Regions from separate parts of the Capsicum annuum genome. Here region 1 is linked to region 2. Evidence: chromatin contacts called from public Hi-C data. All regions are on one chromosome and are shown on one strand. The core of a region is the stretch at or near the end of the contact, and the rest is flanking DNA. Distances in the headings are between cores, read along the strand shown. Region 1 holds the start of LOC107843008 (transcription factor-like protein DPA). Region 2 holds the start of LOC107842952.

Region 1 (5,074 bases), core at 952-3,451, 270 kb before region 2:
ATGCAATCTTTCATATGGACTTCCTCTTAAGAATGAAGAATAATGCTCAATATTGCAACATTTTACTGAACGAGCAATATATTGAAGTTCAATAATACAAGCAATCAGTGTGTCCTTTATAAGGCTGTAGCCAATATGCGGCAGAATAGAGATACTCGGAGTTAATTATTATTTAATAAGTTAAGAGAGAACTGCTGTGAAGTTTGAGAAAGGTGCTACTTATGATGCATAAGATAGATATCTACTAGTTCTATCTCTGTGAGACTATTTTTCCAGTATATAGGTCATCCAGTCTAGGAGAATATAGGATCAAAATTACCTCACCGTATGTGATTCGCCCCTTATCTTCCACCTTCTTACAAACTGCAAATTGACAAGTTAAAAATGAAAAATTGAAATCATTATCCAGAACAAAAGGAATTACCCAAAAAGGGCATAATGTTAAGCATTCCTTGGAGTATCACCGACCCATTATACTGTATTGTCTTAGACCTCCTTCGACAATTTTTGAGCCTTTCTTCAGCTTTGCCGTGTCACTTTTTTTCAATTTCAGAAGATATATAGGAGTTAGAACCTTTTATAGGACTTCATAACCATACAGAGATATAAAAGAGAGTAAAAAAGCATCAGTTAATTAAATCACCTAGTTTGAGCATGCTGCTTAACATGCAAAAATTTGTCATCACAACCCGTTGTAGCTCGGAATGAACTCTTGCCCTTGGAACATCTCTGATTGAATCCTTCAAAAGTGCTTGCAGAGGTTTTGACATCCATCATTTACAAGCAAATTACCTTGAGACCAAAAAAAAGGAATAAAATGTGGCGCCCCCGAGTTAGTACAACAATTTAGACAAGAGAGGGTTGCACAGATGGTAAGCACTCTCCACCTCTAACTCTAAGCTTGTGGGTTCGAGTCACCAATGGAGCAAAAAAAATGGGGGTTCCCAGGAGGGGTTAAAAAGAAAGTACACCAATTTAATCCACATACTCGGTCATGAGAATACAAAAGATAAACATAATTGACCCCAACTCTTTTGGGTTTGATGCACGGTTGATTGACTGATGCTTTCATCGGTCAACCAGAATAACTCCTTAGTACAATTCAATGCAATTGTAAACAAGAAAATACGAAGCAAGAGCCTCAGTAATGATCATATGATAGTTAAAAGTCATAGCAAACCCAGTAGCAACTTGTACTAAAAGAGCAAGTAAGCATGTAACTCCCCCCCTAAGGCCTGACCAATAAAATATATTGACATGAGGAGGAACGTATATACTACTTATATCATCCGTTATTGCTTGAATCTTGATACATTCTTCGAACCAACCATATACTTTATTGAGATACGCTGAGAACCGTATATGAGACCATGATCTCGTAAACTTTTAGGGATCGTTTGATTCACGGACAGCATTATCCTGGATTATAATCCTGGAACTAATTTATCCCACCTCTTATATGGGACAAAATAACACCAAATTTGAGGTATAAATTTATCCTGGGATTAGTTATACCTTTGTTTGATATAAATTTAATCTCAAACTTAATCTTGAAATATCCCACCTTACCCCATGAACCAAACAACCCCTTAAGTTTTATTAAGAAAATGACAAGTTCAATGTCATCATTTCAATCAAACAGTAAGATTAACAAACTTATGAAACAGTTACTGCATCATAAAATTCTACAGTAATCAACAACTACAGAAATTACTAACAACAAATAATTGAATTCTTTTTTTTTTTTTAATAATTGTGGTGTCTAGACCAGTTTGCATGCACCTCGACTCTGTCCAACAAGGCTAGGATAAATGGGAATAAATCAACAATTGAATTTAATAAGGTTCTCTTTTGTTAACCCTATATGCATTATAAAGCAATTAAAATAATAGTAGTAACAATTTTCACAACTGAATCTCAATCTCAAGAAAAAAAACTAGAATAATTTATCCAATCTTCAAATTAATTACACTACCCAAATTTTAATTTTGGCACAAAACGTTGTTCAGAAAAAAAAAAAAAAAAGGGGGGGGGGGGGGGGGGGGGGGGGGGTTGACGAACCTGAAAGTTTGAGTGTCCACGAAGACAAGGATCAACAAGAAGAGATCTTTGACTATGACGAACCTTAAAGTCAAAGGCGTGTGTTCCCGCTATTCTGTATGCTATATATACTACTCCCTCCGTCCCATTAGATGGAAGTGAATATACTATTTCCGTTTTATAATATTTTTTTATTTGAGTTATTTTAATTTATGTAATTCATATACAGTTTATGTATAGTATTGATACGGTTTATATACGATACTGATACAGTATTTAACTTGGGTAATTAGTCCTTTTAAAAATGTTTTAATTTTTTTTTATATAAATTTTTTAGAAATAATAATTAAATTGTATAAAACAATATAATTGTTAAATAGAATATGTATGTATATAAGATATATGTATAGAAATTGTATAGTTCTATCAAATATGTATATGTATAGAGTATATATGAAAAATATATAGAAAGTGTATGAAAATTCTATAATTGTTGTATAAAACGTGTAAAAAAAATGTACATTTATTGTATAAGTTGTGTATCAAAACTGTATAATTTTCGTATAAAATATTTATATGTATAAGATATATATGGAAACTGTATATAAGGTGTGTAGAAACGGTATAGAACAAGCTAGTAAATTGAAATGGCTAGAAAGTGGAATTTAAATTTCATGGACATTTTCATGGAAATAGTTTAATTTGAAGTGCCGTTTCTATCCTTTCCTCCTAAAATAATTTATAAATATTTGTGTGATTAAATCATTTCAATAAGAATTTTAAATTTAAGTTGTTACTACTTCTTTCGTTCATTTTTATTTGTTTATTTTTCTATTTTGAGATGTTCAATATATAAAATCAATAGATAATTTATCACCAAATATACACAGACTCTTAATTTGACATCATCTTTTACTTTGACACTTAAAGTAGACATTGTTCATTTTAAGCACCTAAACCAACTACAAACTGTGTCATTTGATACCTTTCGCTGACATAGCAAAGTGAGTATTCTACACTCGCGTTTTGACGCATGACAGCCTTATTTTAATCCCTTTTTTAATTAATTTTATCATCTTCCTACCCATTTTCATCTCATTTTTTTTCACTATTTTTTCAAGCTCAAACACTTTTAGTGGTACTTTCAAACGCCCCTCTATCTCTTAGACAATAATTTAGTTTAATATTTTTTTCATATCACTTCTCACAATATTTTATCTAAAAATATGTGTATGAAAAAATAAGAAAACTAATAAAATTAAGTTACTAATTAAAAAATAAGAGTAAAATATCAATGTGATAATTGTTATGAAATATAAAGCAAAGAAGAAGAATAATAGAGAGAAAATAGAGAGTAATTCTTATTTATCTTGAGGGATTCTTGAGGGTTGATTTACAATGAATAAAATCTTTCTATTTATAGGAAAAATTTACTCCTAGTTTCTCATTAAAAGACAGATACTTCAAATCCTGAGAAATATCAACTAGATCTTTATAGATCTTCAAATCCCGATAGATATCAACTAGATCTTGATAAACATTCACTATAATGTAAATACATTTATAACACTTCCCCTTGAATGTCTACTTGATAGATAATGTGCCTCGTTAAAACCTTACTAGAAAAAAAACCAAGGAAAAAATATCTACTAAAGAAAAAAGAGTACACATCTCAAATAATATGTATTTTGGCTGCTTCATTAAAAACCTTACAAGGAAAACTCAGTGGGACAAAATTTTGTAAGGAAAAAAGAGTACAATGCGTATTAACTCCCCCTAACAAAAATATCCTTGAAATTTTGCATCCCGATCTTGTGCACCGTCTTCTTGAAAGTTGCAATTGAAAGAGACTTGGTGAATAAATCAGCCTCATTATCACTTGAACGAATCTGTTGCACGTTAATATCATCATTCTTTTGTAGCTCATGTATGTAGAAAAACTTTAATAAAGTGTGTTTCATTCTATTTTCTTTTATGAATCCTCCATTAAGATGTGTTTTGCAAGCTGCATTATCTCTGTATAAAATTATGGTTATGTTGTCACACTTCAAATCATATTTTTCTCGAATGAGATGTATCATGGACCTCAACCATACACATTCTCGACTTGCTTCATGAATAGATATTATCTCAGCATGGTTCGATGAGGTGGTTTCGATAAACTGCTTTATATATCTCCAAGATATGGCAGTATCCACACATGTAAACACATAACCTGTTTGAGACCAAGTATTATGCGAGTCAGATAAATACTCAGCATCAGCATAACTAACAAGATCGAAACTACAAGCTTTAGAATAAAATAAACCTATGTATTTTATCCCATTTTGATGTCTCCCAGTAGGAGCAGAACTATACCTTACTAACGAATTGAATGAAAAGGCTATATCAGATCTTGTAGTATTTGCAAGATACACTAGTACGGCAGTTATACTAAGATATGGTACTTCATAACCAATTCAATTCGGTATATTTCTCTTATCAGCAAGTAATCTATTGTTTTTAAAACTCTCCAAGAGTTCCAATGATTTTCAAGTTATAAACTAATGCAATATAAGGATTATAAATAAGTTTTCCAGAAACTTTTATATGCTTCAAACATTTTGAATACTTACAAAGTTTCATATAAATTTTGTCAAGTGACAATATTCAGCATTTCACGTGTGACATCGTCTCGTGTTTAGATTGCAAATCAAATAAGTTTTATGCTTACCAATGCATCATTTCATGTCACTTGATAAATGTTTCTACGTCAGCATGCTTAAATAAACGTAGAATTCAGATCCTCGTAGTCTTTTACAATATTGTATCAAAGATATTATCGATAATATATCATTTTACATCGGTTCACAATGTGACATAACCTTTTTAAGATTTCATCACTTTATTATTTTCAGGGACCTGAACCTTTCATAAGGTTTCATGAAGTGTTATGTCATGGGCTCTTCAAGAGTACATTGCCTTCTTATTATGAATATTTGTTTCTTAGCCTTTCCAAGGATTATTTCATTTGGAATCGATTGGTCTACCATTC
Region 2 (4,697 bases), core at 244-2,743:
CTAATTTGGCGAATTCAAAGGAAATTGATAATTTGCCGGCTTTGATTCAAAATTTCCAACAAGTTTTAATCGAAAATGATGTTGGAAATGTTAGTAAGTCAAAAGCCCCTTCAGAAAATGATCATAATTCATCCAATTGCTATTTTTTGATTACTACTTCAGTTAATTTGGTCGGAGATGGTGCTCAGGTGATCGTAAATCAAATTGGTCAAAGAAATTCAATTGGAAATGAGATGGGGAAATTGAGGACCAACCTGTTTTCCTCTCTTGTTTTCTCTCAATTTCTCACTGTCTCTCTTGATTCTCTCTCCCTCTCTCGATTCTCCTCACTTTTGATTCTCTCTGATAGTGTGTATCACTGTGTGTGTAGTGTTCTCCGGTATGTGAGTGTGTGCGTTCGTTTCTCGATGGCAGTGTGTATGTATGATCAGTGTTTTCCGATGGCAGTGTGTGTATGGAAGAGTGTGTATATATATGATTATGTGAGTATTTTAATGAAAATAAAATAAAATAAAGGTTTATAATGAAAATTGAGGGGCTATTTGACAAAAAAAAAAGGTTTATAACATTTTTTTAACACTTTCACGCGCCAAATGAGCGTGACTTACACGCAATGGTTCAAGTGGGCAGATATATGCCACTAAAATACAAAAAAATAAAAGTCTAGGGGGGTAATAGGACCCCCGCAAAATTCAGTATACTCAACTAAAAATTTGGTCAAAGTTCAGATATTTTCGTGGATATTATCCTTTTTTTTTTAAAGAGAGGTGGAGGGAAGGGGGAGGAGGGGCGGAGTTATTATCGACTTTTATTTCATTATCAAGAGTAAAAGTTACAAAGCAGTAAGTTTAACATAACTTGCTTAAACTAGAACGGATCACCCCATAAAACACTATCTAATAACTCTATCGACTTTTGTTTTTAATTAAAATTTCACTTTTTGTGATTAAATTAATTCATTACGATGATAACCCTCAAATAATTTAAGTGAGGTATGAAAGAATCATTTTTGAGAATAAATAATAGAGCTTCGAAAAGAAAATATACGAAGATATAAAATACACAATTATTTATATCGTATTATCAAAAAATTTTATCGTGACACATCATACTTGAAAATTAATAATAAATTTTTATTCATATTTTAATTTTTAACTTGATTGATTTAATGAAATAGAAAACTCCATAAAAATTTAAGAGTATTAATTATAAAGGAGATTTTAATAGTGTTTTAAATCGAACATAATATATAATATATTTAATTTTTAATATAATAAATTAAATATTTATAAAAATAATTTAAACACTATAATTTCTTCATTACTAATTCCTATATCATCACCAACATGGTTTGTGGTGCAATGGATGTTCCACCCTTAACCAAAGGTCAAAAGTTCAACCTTGAATATGAAGAAAACTCTGTTGGGAGCACTGCGAATTAGTCGGGGTTTTAATGTGGGCACCAAAAAACTCTATTGGGAGTACTGTCATTTTAGTGGATCCTGCAAAGCGTGATCTGAATTAACCGAAGCTCCAATACAAGACACTGAATGAAAACCAAAACAAAAAAATTCCTATATTTACTTGTCTTCGTATGGAATGATCCCAACATGGTAAGTAAATTCGAAATAAGGAATTAGTAGTTTGGTGTAAAAGGAAAACAGATTTTGGAAAACGGTGATGATTCTTGATTTTTCTGTGTCTATCTCACCAGAAACCAACAAATCTACCCCCCACCATAGCAACCCCATCTTCCTACCTCCTCCTCCATTTTTTTCCTTCTCTCTCTCTAAAACCCCATCTCTCTTTTTCTATCTCTATCTCTCTCTACCCCTTTGTGTGTATATGCGTATGTATGACGAATTCTTAACAAAGACTCACTTAGATAAGGTAAGAGAAATATGGGGTTGCTAATTAATTTTGCTTCTTCTTTCTTTCTTGTTGCTGCTGCTGCTTCTTTAAGGTATTCTTCTAAAATCACTTCAGATTTGGTCCTTTTCTTGGGCTTTGGCTTCATTGATTGGTAATATGTCACTATTTCTCCTATAAATCCACTATATTTACACTTTTATTATTTAAAAAAAATAAAGAAGAAGATAAAAAGATTTTTTTTTATACTATATAGTTTTCTTAGCTAGTGGTAAAGATTCAATTTTTATATTGTTGTCTTTGTGTTGGAAAAGTCTCTGCACTTTATAGGGTTGATGTTCTTGGATTTGGGTTGAATTTGTCATCACTGTATTAATAGGGATTTATACATTTCTGCTTCCTTTTTTTTTTTTCTATTGTAGTTTGGTAGTTTGTTCCTAGCATCTCATTCTTTTGTTGCATTATAATTTAGGGCCTAGTGGATCTTGTTGGTTTCCCTTTTGCTCCAAAAAAAATTCTAATTTTATTTTTGATTTTCCAATCTTGAGTTTAGATATAGGTTTTGGTGTTATAGGACTAGCATGGTTGATGTGTTTGTAAAGATTTAGTCTTGTGTCAAGTTGTTGTTTGGTTTGTTAGTTTTGAAGTTGTCATTAGCAATTGTCTCAATTCCTAGGTAGAATTTGTGAGTTAGTAAACCTTGTTGTCTCCCCAAGAAAAGGAATTGTGAGATAGAAGATACTATTTGGTACTGTACTGTATTGTTGATGGAGAATCATCACCCTTCAACCCGTTTGTCCATGGATTCGAGTGCATCTTCTTCACATGATGAATTAGACCTCGAGATGAATCGACAAGTAGTCATAACTTGTCCACCTGACATTAATTTGCCTTTATCAGCTGAGCGGAGCCCTCCTCTGCAGCCATGGAACTCAGAACATTGTGATATTCTTGATGTTGGGCTTGGGACTCAGGTTTATGAGACTGAAAGTTCACTTAGTGCACCTAAGGTTGGAAGGAAATGTGCGAAACGGTTGGATAGTATTTGGGGTGCTTGGGTTTTCTTTAGCTTTTATTTTAAGCCTGTTCTGAATGAGAAATCCAAGGCAAAGATGGTACGGGATAGTAATGGATATTCCGGGTTTGATAAGTCTGATCTCCAGCTTGATGTATTTATGGTTCAGCATGACATGGAGAATCTATATATGTGGGTTTTCAAGGAAAGGCCTGAGAATGCATTGGGTAAGATGCAGCTCCGGAGTTACATGAACGGGCATTCTCGTCAAGGGGAGCGTCCGTTTCCCTTTAGTGTTGAAAAGGGTTTTGTTCGATCTCATAGAATGCAGAGGAAGCACTACAGGGGTCTATCAAATCCTCAGTGTATTCATGGGATTGAAGTCGTTCCATCTCCCAGTCTCATGGTTCTTGATGAAGAGGAGCGCAAAAGATGGATGGAACTAACAGGTAGGGAACTCAACTTCAGTATCCCACACGAAGCAAGCGATTTCAGTTCATGGAGGAATCTCCCCAACACTGAATTTGAGCTTGAGAGACCACTCCCACCGCCAATTAAGAGTAATCCACATTCCAACCCAAAGAAGCTGGCTAATGGATCAGGGCTTAATTTGTTAACTCAGCCATCCAATCACAGCAATGGGGACGCAATGGATCTACTACCTGCCAATGGCAAAAGGAAAAAGGATTTCTTCCCTCACGGAAATGAAGAGGAGTGTTACCTACAAGTAAATCCTCCTTCCTATCAAACGCCGGATCTTGAAATTCACCCAACTGAACCGCATTGGTTACATGACTTTACTGGGGTGATGAGGGATGTCTACGGGCCTGTCACAGCTGCAAAAAGCATATATGAAGATGAACAAGGTTACTTGATTGTACTCAGTTTGCCATTCGTAGATCTTCAGAGGGTGAAGGTTTCCTGGCGAAACACGCTTACACATGGTATAATAAAGGTGTCTGGTTTAAGCACATCTCGGATGCCATTCATCAACAGACAAAACAGGACTTTGAAGCTTGACAATTCATCCTCAGAACACTGCCCTCCGGGTGAGTTTGTCAGAGAGATTCCTCTCTCAACCAGAATTCCTGAAGATGCCAAAATCGAAGCATACTACGACGAAACAGGAACTGCACTCGAGATGTTGGTACCTAAACTTTGTGAAGGGCCTGAAGAACATGAAGTTCGTGTTTGCCTCCGTCCTCACCTTGGGGGAAATGATCTCATGTTGACCTAAGCGGAGATGTGATGATACCTGTTAGGGAGGGTGCTTTATTACATGCACCAACTTAGTTTTCATATAATGTGGTTTTATGCAACTGTATGATCTTGTATTCGATTTGCACACATTAGATGTTGTTGGTAGGTTTTTTAAACTAGCCTTAGCTTTTGTTACACCACTATTTGCTTATGACATTTGATACCTTTTTTGGCTATATGGTAAAGTAATTGATATTTGGTAGGCTCTAGAGTTGTTTGAAACTCAATTCTAAGTTGAATATTGGTATTCAAGATTTGATTTCAGATATGTGGAGAGGGAGGGATAGAGTGAATGCAGTTTTAGATAAAACACCCCAACCACAAACCTGTATTGGCAAGGTAAAGATATGAAGAGCCGTCTAAGGACGATTACTTAAATCTATTTGTGATCTCGAGTTTGTGGGGTTACACTGACCTCACTGCACTAGTTAAAGCATTCAATTATCTGTCAGTGAAGTTAATTGGGAAAAGATGAGCTTGATGAAAATCGTGTTCGGACGATGTATTAATTCACGTAATATCTTGAATTAAAAAAAAAAAGAGCTTGAAAAAC

What was found. Hi-C and Micro-C count contacts between places; a contact is called where the count stands out from the background.
Region 1: a Hi-C map of placenta shows a contact between it and region 2, with 2.2 times the contacts expected there. The contact joins the promoter of LOC107843008 here to the promoter of LOC107842952 in region 2. A contact is called at or near these places in 2 of 5 Hi-C or Micro-C datasets (leaf and placenta).

What each region holds. Positions count from the first base shown.
Region 1 is chr9:25,707,660-25,712,733 of UCD10Xv1.1, reverse strand. It overlaps LOC107843008 (transcription factor-like protein DPA), which reads right to left and starts at 2,201. Exons shown (of 9, transcript XM_047396174.1): 1 at 2,062-2,201; 2 at 644-792; 3 at 469-536; 4 at 320-363. The coding sequence starts at 777.
Region 2 is chr9:25,441,791-25,446,487 of UCD10Xv1.1, reverse strand. It overlaps LOC107842952, which reads left to right and starts at 1,493. Exons shown (of 1, transcript XM_016687032.2): 1 at 1,493-4,351. The coding sequence starts at 2,637. The coding sequence ends at 4,121.